Regions from separate parts of the Mus musculus genome. Here region 1 is linked to region 2. A link is a contact called in public HiChIP or PLAC-seq data. All regions are on one chromosome and are shown on one strand. The core of a region is the stretch at or near the end of the contact, and the rest is flanking DNA. Distances in the headings are between cores, read along the strand shown. Region 1 overlaps Ecpas (Ecm29 proteasome adaptor and scaffold). Region 2 has its middle 28 kb from the start of Mir3095.

Region 1 (6,578 bases), core at 3,113-5,612, 410 kb after region 2:
ATCACTGAGTACATAACAAGCACTGAATGTGTACAAACTGAATATATAAGTACACCCTACAATATAAAGCCATGAATTATACAACTTGATGTCTACCAATTTAACAAATGATCACAAATTTTTAATATAATGTTTATATAAACTAATTTAAGAAAATCAAGTAGAGTTAAATAGTTGAAGAACTCAACTAAAATATGATGGTTTTAACTTAATTTTTTATTACACTATATAAAAAAAAAATTCTTAGAAATTTGAAGGGAAATTTTCCAGCTAATCAGTTTCCAAGTGATACCTGGATTCTCGAACTCTCCACATGTTGCTGGTAAGGTTTTTAATCAAATCTTGAAGAATTTCCTTCAAATATTTATCCACCTAATGAAAGCAAAAGGATTAAATACAAACTGTAAAATCCAACAATCCAGTATTTACCTTCCAACAACACTGATCACTTCATTATTAAAGTGACCCTGAGTCTCTCAGTCTGCAAATCTCTCACCATTTTGTAGTAACTTGATGATTCTTTTCCATAGTGTATGGAAATAAAGTCTAATCAGGTGGGCTTTATACAACACAAAGCCCACTGTGACTCATCTTGCCACTCTGGCTTCTCATTAGTCTCAGTTCTGTTCCTTGGCATACATACAATACCTCTGCAGTCCAACCTTTTGTCCATGACAATTCGGAGTGAGCACCACTCAGAGAATTTTGGCTACTGTCTTCCATGTCCCCAACCATCCTCTTAAGGTAAATCATGTCTGACAACTCATTACTGCACTGCTCTACTACACTGGACTTCAATGGCAAGATGGTATCTCAGTGGTCTGCACTCTGGTACAAAAGTAATATATAATGGTTCAGAAGGAAAGTGAGTTTGATCTAAGCTTTGGTGATAACAAATTAATGGCAGATTAATTTGGAAGAGTAGACTGCAAGCTAAAAGTAGCTGTGCACCCCTATAACCTAAGCTATTCGAGTGGCTGAGGCAAACACAAAGGTTCGGGCCCAGCCTGAAACAGATCAAGATCTTGTATCAAAATAAGTTGTTTTTTTTTTTTTTAAAGGGAAATATTATCAGTGGTAGAACACTTGCCTAGGACATTTAAGAACCTGGGATCAAATTCCAATATTGGGGGTAGGGGGTGGGAAATGTGAACTAAAAAAAAAAAATCCATTTAAGAATTTTAACCAAAATCCAATTTATACTATTAAAACTACTTTTGCTGCTATATAGATAATTAAACATGCGGCACAGAGAAGGAAAGGATGATGGTGATCTATTCATCGGGAAGAATCAGGGACAGGAGCAGGTTCAAGGGACACATGAGAAAAGCAGAATCAACAGAAACTGTGGCTAAATTTGATGTGAGATTGGGGGCATTATAAGACAGAGACAAAAAAGGAAGATAACAAGTTTTCTGGCTTGGACAAATAACATGAACAGTGAGAACAAAGGAAAGGTGTCTTTTCAGCTTTTTACTGGACATGTTACATTTATGGTACATGTGAGTAACAGTCCAGTGAAGGCATGATGCAGGAAGTTAACTCTGTAAATAGGGATGGAGTAGAGGTCCTGTCTGAGCCAGGGAAGAACTGAGTAATACCATTACAGTAAATGGAAGATTTATGTGTCCAGGAGTTAGTAAAAGAAAGCTAAGAGGACAACAGTATTCAGAGAAAGTTCCTGAGAAACCTTCATATCTGAAAGGAGGATTGAATGCAACCAACAGTCAGATTACAGAACCGAGGAAAACAGTGTAGGCAATTAACTATTTCTTTGTCTTCCCAACTAAAATAACTCTTTACGCATGTTTGTGACCCACTCTCCATGGCATCAGTGATCCCTGTAAACATATAGTACTCCATTTGTAATACACTATTGTTTTTTTAATTGGGTATTTTATTTATTTACATTTCAACTGTTATTCCCTTTCCCAGTTTCCCCTCCACAAACCCCCTCTCTCCTCCCTCTGCCCCTGATTCTATGAGGGTGCTCACCCACCCACCCAGGGTGGTGACCCTGGCATCCCCCTACACTGAGACATCGAGCCTTCACAGGACCAAGGGCTTCTCTTCCCACTGTGGTAGCCACCAGAAAGCCCCAGATGCCAGGAAAATAAGAGGCTCCCAGGACCCAACAGAGATGAGATTAGCTGAAATGCCCAACAAAGAGGAGGGAAAACTGTAGAGATCATATCCAGAGGTTAGACTATTGTTCTTTTATCTATCTATCCAACCAGTGAACATTATGATTGCCTTCATTTTTGAGATCTCAGTAAATATTACAGAATCACTGAAAGAAAAAGCAAACGAGCAATGAAAGGAAACAAATATACAAGGGGCAACGGGTGTTTGGTTTAAATCCTGTGTGGTGCCACAGGCAAGCTACAGAGTTTTCCTAACACATAGGCTCACAGATACTTGCCATTGACTTGTCAGTGACCAATGCATTCCAAATGCTTGTCATAGCTTGTCGAATTCCAAGGTTGGGATCAAACTGGTATCGATAAAGGCGAGGAACTAGTTGAGGCAGAAAAGGAGCCAGTTGTTCTCCAGCTCTGGTAGCAATTACATTAAAACCAAAAGCAGCACCCTGAAAACAATAAAGACTAACTTATACATGGCTGTCATAATAAAATGTTAACATAGCAAATACAAAAAGGCTTCAAATACTCTTTCTCAAATTTACCCCTAAATAGAACCTTACTTAGTATTCCAGCTTTACCAAATAATGACTAATGTGGTAATCTGGCTCTCAGATGCAGATTTTCAAAATTAACTATACATGAACTGGCACTACAAGGCTAATGTAACAAGTCTGGTTTTGGAGTAAAAGAATAAAACCTCAGTAAGAGATAGGGGTATGTAATTCAGTAGTAGAGCACTTGTCATATATACATGATGCCGAGTTTGTTCTCCAGCAAAAATTGAAGAAATGAAATAAAATAACAACTTACCTTCCTGGAGTTCCACATTGCATGATGATTTGCCAGATTCATAAATTTATATACCAGATCTGGCTGACTGAGATCACTTGCCAGAGAGCAAAGCTCCTTGTAAGTAGAAAGGCCCTGACTTAGAAACAAAAAGAAAAACACAATAAAATATTTTTATAGCTATCTTTGGCTTGACATAAATTTCAGCATCAATATTACAGGGCTCTTTTAAATTCTATTTCCCTCAGTTACTAATACCACAATCATCACTGAGGAGACTGAAAACTAGTTTGAGAAGTATATAAAAAGTCATATACCTCAATTATCAATAATTTCTAAATCTTTCTGCCAGTAAATACCTGTTGCAAATTAATTGTGAAATACCTCCCATAAGGTCAAGTGTTTGAGCCTATGGCTCCCAGTTCATGGCACTGTTTTGGAAGGCGGCAGGATCTACAAGAGGTGGATCTTTGGTGTATGGAGGAAGGAGGTTAGGAGGCAGAGTCCCCTGCAGCCATGCAGCCATCTACTGCCATTCCTTCCCTTTTGTGACAGACCTTACAGCCTCCAACTGTAAACCAGATGGACTCTCCATTGCTTTTTATCAGTTATTTGATAGTAACAAACATGATACCTAAAATGTGCCTGCATGTTCCATGGAAGTGAAGCTCTTGGTGGCTCTGGAGACACCTTGCAAGTTCATCATGTTGTATGCAATCTCTCATAACGATGAGTGATTTGAAAGTATCTCTATGCTAAATTTCCTCTAGGTATAATATAGCATTGTGAAAAATTAGCACCTTTTTTTAATTCGTAAAGAAGCCAAGTACAGTGGTTTGTACCTCTGTAGTTGTACCAAAGAATTCAACTGAGCCAACTAGTTTAAAAACAACAAAGATAATGAGACCTTGTCCACCCAAAAAAAGAGGAGAAAGAAGAAAACAAAGAGCTCAGAAGAATTTAGAAAAACAAGCATATAAAAAGAACTTTGAATATGAAAACAGTAAGATATAGGATAGCACAGGACAGATAAACCACCTACAATATTAATATTCTCTTGTTCCAAATGTCACAGGAAGACAGAGCAAGTGGCATGTTATCTGGCAATTCTTAAGAGGAAAAAAATGACAATATAACTACACTGAAATAATAATTAAAGAGGGACAACATCAAAATTAATTTAAAATACTAAACAGGCAGACTAGTCAAACACAGAAAGTATTCCCAGAAAAAATTTAGATGAATTTAACGTAGCTCTATGTTGCAAGATGTCTATTCAGGACTCAGCTTCCTAGAAGCAGACAGTTCTAGACCTAGTATCAGTCCGAGAACTAACTTTGGTCTTTGAGGTCATGGCCTCCCACAAAGCAGCCTGCCACAAATGATTACTCACTGGCCAGGCATAAAGGCCTAAGAAGTATGGCAAGAGGCCCAGGCTCTGTGGCTCGACACCCCTGAAGGGCCACGCCATCCTAGCCTGAAGCTCCTCAGGAATCCAGTGTCCAGTGAGGTATGGCTTCAGGCCAACACTGCTCACTGCTCCCAAAGACAATCCTAAGGGTATTCTCCAATAATCTTCCAACATACAAATCTCTATCTCAGAGGCCAAGAAAACCTAATCTAAGACAGTAGGGTTTTTTTCCATGTCATTTTTATTTATCCATCAACAAACAATATTCCTATTCTCCCTTAGTTGATCAATGTGTTTAGATTTAGCACACTTACCCATCAGGTGTTTTGCCAAGGCCACCCCCTTGAAATACCACTGTCTCTCCAGAAACTTCATGTTTGACTCTAAAACAAATCAGAAAGAATTTAAATTAGCTTCAATTTTTCCATACCAACAATAAACAATTGGATACAATCCATTTGCAAACTGATAAAAACCTGTGTCTAGGGTATAAAAGATATAAAACTATTCTTTCCTACTAGACTGCAAATTTTCTAAAATCAAATATAAGCAAAAAATTTCTCAGATTAATTACAGCCAATGTGTCACACATAAAAACTACCCTTCCCTCATGGAGGTAACTAACAGAAAGCAGCAAGCAATTACAAAACCAATCTCCTTCCGTGTACTCATCAACATTAGACTATGAATAACATTCAAGTTTCTTCATACCACACCTTAACTTTTTTTAGCCAAAGGTATTAAAATGTTTTCTAATCCAATGCTTTAACTGTCATAGGACATTCAAGTATGAAATTTTCTGAAGTAAACAGTATACACTGGGATAATTAAACTGTTTACAATCATTGATATGTAATGCCTTAATAAGTAGAAGGTGGAATTATCCTTCTTCCACATAATATTCCCAATGTCTTAAGTATTCATAGCTGAAATGTTAAATTCACTATACCTTTTGCCAGTCATAAGTGTTTCTACAAGTGTAGACACCAATTCTTGTTGATCTTGTTCATTGCCCAGCTCATAAACCAACCCAAGCCCCTTTGAGGCAACATCTTGGCTGAGTTCTACAAAAAAGGTAGACAAAATTATGCTATTCTAAAAGAAATTTGTCTTGTAGCCAATTATTTTCTTTCAAGTAATTCTCTTTACTCTAAAATGCTACAAAAGTAAAGATATAAAAAGTAGAAGCACTCTCAATTAACTAAATCAAGTCAATGGACAAGAAATCCTCAATTAATAAAGATGAGAATCATGACCATAAACTAATAAAATACCAATGAACTACAGTGTCACTATAAAAACCACAGTATCAGAGTATCAACATATATTGTTTATATTAGAGATAAAATACTCTCCTAGGACTTTAAGACACCCATATCCAATTTTAGAAAAATAGAGGCAATACTAGTCCATGTGTTCTGAATAAGATGTTTTAAAGCTATTATTTAAATTTCTAACATATTCAACTTCTCCTGGCTTTAATAAAGAGGAAAAAGTAATTCAAAGCAGGAAAACTTTAACACTAATGTTAAGGCCTAAGCTCCATTAAAAAATGTAAAGTTCTAATTTATGTATAAGAAAGAATATCTATTTCCTCTACTTTAGAACTTTAGTGGAAAGATGGTACTGTGGTAGTTAATATTGGCTTTTGCCTTAATACAATTACCTTTAATACTAAAAAAATTAATTTCTAATTCTATTGCAGAGAGCCTTACTATCTCTAACTCAGGATGGTCTGGAGCTCATGGTCCTCCTGCCCTTTACCTCCCACGCGCTGGCTGGGGTTAAAGGCTTGTGGCTAGTTCTGTTGTAGTGACATGGCTCAAAAGTTTTTGTGCTCTAATTCACTCACTCACGCTTTTAAAGTTTAAAATACAAGTACACTGAAGGTGACAAATCAAATATTTACCAACAACTTACCATCATTTTCTGACAGAACTGAAACAAATGCGCTCTGAATTTCTTTAAGATGGGACTGAAAGAAAAGTAAAGGCATTAGAGCACTGAAGTTCTACCTCCTCTTCAGGAAAACATGCATCTTGCTGGTAAGGTACATGGAGGCCAGAGAGTCTTAGGACCAAGGCAGTCTTGACCTTTCCATGCAGTGAACGTTACAGGCGTCCATATCACCGTAACTTGTACCATACACAGGTTGTCTAAGCGTTCAGACTGACCACTGTCCCAGAATGAGCCTGCCCAATCTTATCCCTTCTGATTTTACATCTTCACATTTA
Region 2 (6,191 bases), core at 2,819-5,318:
TCTACACAACTCATTTTATGAAGCCACTATTACTCTGATACCTAAACCACAGAAAGACCCAACAAAGATAGAGAACTTCAGACCAATTTCTCTTAGGAATATCGATGCAAAAATCCTCAATAAAATTCTCGCTAACCGAATCCAAGAACACATTAAAGCAATCATCCATCCTGACCAAGTAGGTTTTATTCCAGGGATGCAGGGATGGTTTAATATACGAAAATTCATCAATGTAATCCATTATATAAACAAACTCAAAGACAAAAACCACATGATCATCTCGTTAGATGCAGAAAAAGCATTTGACAAGATCCAGCACCCATTCATGATAAAAGTGTTGGAAAGATCAGGAATTCAAGGCCCATACCTAAACATGATAAAAGCAATCTACAGCAAACCAGTAGCCAACATCAAAGTAAATGGAGAGAAGCTGGAAGCAATCCCACTAAAATCAGGGACTAGACAAGGCTGCCCACTTTCTCCCTACCTTTTCAACATAGTACTTGAAGTATTAGCCAGAGCAATTCGACAACAAAAGGAGATCAAGGGGATACAAATTGGAAAAGAGGAAGTCAAAATATCACTTTTTGCAGATGATATGATAGTATATATAAGTGACCCTAAAAATTCTACCAGAGAACTCCTAAACCTGATAAACAGCTTCGGTGAAGTAGCTGGATATAAAATAAACTCAAACAAGTCAATGGCCTTTCTCTATACAAAGAATAAACAGGCTGAGAAAGAAATTAGGGAAACAACACCCTTCTCAATAGTCACAAATAATATAAAATATCTCGGCGTGACTCTAACTAAGGAAGTGAAAGATCTATATGATAAAAACTTCAAATCTCTGAAGAAAGAAATTAAAGAAGATCTCAGAAGATGGAAAGATCTCCCATGCTCATGGATTGGCAGGATCAACATTGTAAAAATGGCTATCTTGCCAAAAGCAATCTACAGATTCAATGCAATCCCCATCAAAATTCCAACTCAATTCTTCAACGAATTAGAAGGAGCAATTTGCAAATTCATCTGGAATAACAAAAAACCTAGGATAGCAAAAACTCTTCTCAAGGATAAAAGAACCTCTGGTGGAATCACCATGTCTGATCTAAAGCTTTACTACAGAGCAACTGTGATAAAAACTGCATGGTACTGGTATAGAGACAGACCAGTAGACCAATGGAATAGAATTGAAGACCCAGAAATGAACCCACACACCTATGGTCACTTGATCTTCGACAAGGGAGCTAAAACCATCCAGTGGAAGAAAGACAGCATTTTCAACAATTGGTGCTGGCACAACTGGTTGTTATCATGTAGAAGAATGTGAATCGATCCATACTTATCTCCTTGTACTAAGGTCAAATCTAAGTGGATCAAGGAACTTCACATAAAACCAGAGACACTGAAACTTATAGAGGAGAAAGTGGGGAAAAGTCTCGAAGATATGGGCACAGGGGAAAAATTCCTGAACAGAACAGCAATGGCTTGTGCTGTAAGATCGAGAATTGACAAATGGGACCTAATGAAACTCCAAAGTTTCTGCAAGGCAAAAGACACCGTCAATAAGGCAAAAAGACCACCAACAGATTGGGAAAGGATCTTTACCTATCCTAAATCAGATAGGGGACTAATATCCAACATATATAAAGAACTCAAGAAGGTGGACTTCAGAAAATCAAATAACCCCATTAAAAAATGGGGCTCAGAACTGAACAAAGAATTCTCACCTGAGGAATACCGAATGGCAGAGAAGCACCTGAAAAAATGTTCAACATCCTTAATCATCAGGGAAATGCAAATCAAGACAACCCTGAGATTCCACCTCACACCAGTCAGAATGGCTAAGATAAAAAATTCAGGTGACAGCAGATGCTGGCGTGGATGTGGAGAAAGAGGAACACTCCTCCATTGTTGGTGGGATTGCAGGCTTGTACAACCACTCTGGACATCAGTCTGGCGGTTCCTCAGAAAATTGGACATAGTACTACCGGAGGATCCAGCAATACCTCTCCTGGGCATATATCCAGAAGATGCCCCAACTGGTAAGGACACATGCTCCACTATGTTCATAGCAGCCTTATTTATAATAGCCAGAAGCTGGAAAGAACCCAGATGCCCCTCAACAGAAGAATGGATACAGAAAATGTGGTACATCTACACAATGGAGTACTACTCAGCTATTAAAAAGAATGAATTTATGAAATTCCTAGCCAAATGGATGGACCTGGAGGGCATCATCCTGAGTGAGGTAACACATTCACAAAGGAACTCACACAATATCTACTCACTGATAAGTGGATATTAGCCCAAAACCTAGGATACCCAAGATATAAGATACAATTTGCTAAACACATGAAACTCAAGAAAAATGAAGACTGAAATGTGGACACTATGCCCCTCCTTAGAAGTGGGAACAAAACACCCTGGGAAGGAGTTACAGAGATAAAGTTTTGAGCTGAGATGAAAGGATGGTCCATGTAGAGACTGCCATATCCAGGGATCCACCCCATAATTAGCATCCAAACGCTGACACCATTGCATACACTAGCAAGATTTTATCGAAAGGACCCAGATGTAGCTGTCTCTTGTGAGACTATGCCGGGGCCTAGCAAACACAGAAGTGGATGCTCACAGTCAGCTAATGGATGGATCACAGGGCTCCCAATGGAGGAGCTAGAGAAAGTACCCAAGGAGCTAAAGGGATCTGCAACCCTATAGGCGGAACAACATAATGAACTAACCAGTATCCCGGAGCTCTTGACTCTAGCTGCATATGTATCAAAAGATGGCCTAGTCGGCCATCACTGGAAAGAGAGGCCCATTGGACACGCAAACTTTATATGCCCCAGTACAGGGTAACGCCAGAGCCAAAAAGGGGGAGTGGGTGGGTAGGGGAGTGGGGGTGGGTGGGTATGGGGGACTTTTGGTATAGCATTGGAAATGTAAATGAGCTAAATACCTAATAAAAAATGGAAAAAAAAATTTAAAAAAAAATTAAAAATACAAAATGTGAAAAAAAGATGGCTCAACTTGAAAAGAAGTTATTTATTCTACAAATAATTATAATTTTTAAAGTCATATGTCCAAAGGTATCTATTTCTAAGAGAGAGAAAAAAATTGGCTGAAAAAAATCCTCTTAGTAAATATGAATAAAAAGACTTACTTCTAGTAGCAATAATACTTAACAATGACCAAGGAAGACAAGCAGAAGTAATTAAGAATGAAGCAAGTCTGTCCTTCTTAAGTTTGAGTTTTACTCAGTGTATCAAGTTAGTAAAAAAATAAAGTTTCTATTCAAAGGAAAATGAAAAATTGTTGTTTCTATATAGTAAACTGTATAAACAAAAAAGTCCGTTAGTAATCATTTTTAATAGCTCAAAAGGTCAATAGCCCAAGAAATTAAAAACAAGACGGGGCTGGGGAGCATAGCTCAGGCTGTTCTTCCAGAGAACCTATACTCCGTTCCCAGCACTCACCTGGAACAGTCTCTAACTCCGTCCCAAGGGCTCCAGCGCCCTCTTCTGGCCTCTGCAAGTACTAACTCATGTACGAGCCTCAAAAACCGCTAACAAAATAAAAAAATTCACCCCAAAAATGTAAAAACAAGAAGATAAATATGCGGGAAGGCAGATGTGGGAATGTGAAGGCAAGAGGTCTGGGGTTAAAGCACAAATCTATCTTTCAGGCTGAATGGGCCCCATAAACTTGAAATCAGCAAGCCTGTCTCATCTCCCAAGAATGCATACCAGTTAAAATTCCTTACATTCTTTTCCCTTGCCTATTATGCCTGGAAAAATACTTGAAGCCACAATGCTGGATGGAGAAATCATTTTTGTGCGTCAATATGCCAGTATTTTCTCTGGAAGGAAGAGGGGATGGTTTTCGTAGATCCTCGAGTTATGGTGATTTGACATTTTTAGTTATAAGATTTATTGTTAATACAGAAAAAGGAAAATCTTTTGCAAAAGAACATTGGAAAAACTAAGCCACTTTTATGCACTCCCCTCTTCCTTGACCTACTTGTTAAAACTTCCTGTTTGTGAAATAAACAAGAGAGTCCCTGGAGTGCTTTGAAGTCTGTGGCTTTGAGGAAATGACTGAGTAGCCCTGTCAGAATATCTCTCGGGCCACTCAAGTCCCTGGGGGCCTGTCCTCAAGGGAATCTTCTGCCTTTTGAGCCAAGAGCTCATGTGCCTCCATTCAGCAAGGGATTATCAGCATCCCAAGAACTTGGCCCTAACATACTCACTGTTAATTTGACAAATTGTGCACTTACACATCTTTCTTAGCCTCTGCCACACTGCGGCTTTAGCGGCTAAGATGCCCGCGTATTGATTGATCTTTAGAACTAGACTAGCTTCTGGGGTGCTCCACAGAAGAACGGACTGAGAGTCAGAAACCTTGGCCTGAGTCTCAAATGACCCACATAGACATCAATGTGTGATCTTGGCCAAGCCATCATTCCATTAATACTCTATAGTCACCCTCATCAATGTCCCAAACCATCTGCTGTTTATCAAACGCCATGGCCTTTTTTTAACAGCCTTATTGACTACTATCTGGAGTCTTCCTCCTTAACCTTCATAGGATACCTTTTAGGCGTTCCTACCACATGCCAGAGAGTGTTATGACAGCTTCATGCATGTATATAATATATTCTGATCATATACAATCCACTACTCTCTCCTATTCCCTTCCCTCTCCTTCCCATACAGTTCCCCTCCTGCTTTCATGAGTTTATATTTGTGACCCACTGTCACTGGGTCCTTAACCATAGCCACTAGTCCACCTGTGGCATTTAGCATCTGCATCCAGAGCTGTTATTTAGGCTTATACATCGCTTTCCCTGCATAGCCTCAGCCAAAGCCACACTCAAATCCCAGGCATTCATCCTCAGACTCAGACTCCAGACGGTATATTCCGTCTAACGATGCCCAGAAATGTCACCTCAACAGGCCCCAGGTTCAATTACACAACAGTGACCCACCCCCACCCCACCATGTCTCCTCACACTTTCCAAACCTGGAAATCATACTGATTGCTTGGGTAAAGCTGATGTTACTAGTTTACCGATGACGGTTTAAGTAGCAATTTTGAGAAGCAAAAATACTTTTTGGAACTTCAACAACTAGATCAGGTCATGCAGATTCTACCTTATTTGGTTCCCTTGTTCTTGGCTATTCTTGTCTCCATTTCCCTAATTCAAGAGTGCCAAACTCTTCTTCTCCAGCCCCTTCTACCCTCTGAACTAATTGCCTTCAGACCTTGCCAGACTTGACAACTTCCATCACATACTCCTCCCACAGTGGCCTTTTGTCAAAGGCAAGTCTGGGAGTCTCATATGGATCTCCATGTCTATACGGTTATTTAAACAGAAGAGCTTCTGTTTGTGCACAAGACCCTTTGTGATCTGGCTTCAACCTGTCCCTACACTGTCACCTCCAGGCTTCCTCCCATATACCCTGCTCTCTGCTTAGGTCCTTCATTTCCCCACAACACAACACGCTGACCCATGTATCCTTTCCTTCCTGGTACCTGCTCCTCCTGCTGATGGAATGCTGTTCTAAACCCCAGCGTGTTTTGTTGTGTTTGTTTGTAAGTTTTCTCATCCTCCTAGGATTTAGTTCCCTGGCTCTTCTGATAAGCCATCCCTTTATCCCCGGTGTGATAGATTGTGACCACAGCTATTCACAGCTTTCTGCATTTACATTTTTTAAAATTTCTATCTTTAAATTTCTATCTTTAATTGTGTATATCTGTGTGGGATTGGTTCTGTGTGTGCAGGTGGGTGCAAATGCCAGAAGAGGCCAGAAGAGGTCATCAGAGCACCTGGAGATAGAGTTACAAGTGGCTGTGAGCTGACCAACATGGGTGTTGGGATCCATGCTCAGACCCTCTGCATAAGCAGTACTAGCTCTTAAGTGATGCGCCATCTTCCCAGCCCTTGCATTTACGTTGTGCTGGGGCCTCACTATAATCAAAGTATACTTCAGCACACCTTCACTTCGCAGCTGGCTGGTGCCTTACTGCTTCATAACAACTCAGGAGCAGATATGATAATAAACCAGCTCCAAGCCCCGTTAGACAAACTGACAACATAGTTATGAAAAGAATGGGTCTGAGTTTATCCCATAAAAAGAAAGAGATAGACCTGGACCAGATCCTCTCCAGTGAGTTGACCTGAG

Evidence for each region. HiChIP or PLAC-seq counts read pairs in DNA pulled down with a chosen protein or histone mark.
Region 1: a CTCF HiChIP or PLAC-seq map of the NIH/3T3 cell line shows a contact between it and region 2, with 5 read pairs. The contact joins two enhancer-like sites. A contact is called at or near these places in 2 of 15 datasets of contacts at CTCF or cohesin (the NIH/3T3 cell line and large pre-B cells) and 1 of 115 datasets of contacts at active chromatin or transcription factors (large pre-B cells).

Annotation. Positions count from the first base shown.
Region 1 is chr4:58,821,744-58,828,321 of GRCm38.p6, forward strand. It overlaps Ecpas (Ecm29 proteasome adaptor and scaffold), which reads right to left. Exons shown (of 49, transcript NM_172381.3): 26 at 6,265-6,319; 27 at 5,294-5,408; 28 at 4,659-4,727; 29 at 2,955-3,072; 30 at 2,423-2,590; 31 at 293-372. Among named protein-coding and RNA genes, the nearest start is that of Olfr267, 39 kb to the left of the region's middle. Within about 2 kb of position 4,363, at least 26 of the 459 cell types and tissues checked have an H3K27ac peak or open chromatin away from gene starts, as enhancers often do. A contact at or near this core is called in the NIH/3T3 cell line, where this site is marked.
Region 2 is chr4:58,409,868-58,416,058 of GRCm38.p6, forward strand. No RefSeq gene overlaps it. Among named protein-coding and RNA genes, the nearest start is that of Mir3095, 28 kb to the right of the region's middle. Within about 2 kb of position 4,069, at least 48 of the 459 cell types and tissues checked have an H3K27ac peak or open chromatin away from gene starts, as enhancers often do. A contact at or near this core is called in the NIH/3T3 cell line, where this site is marked.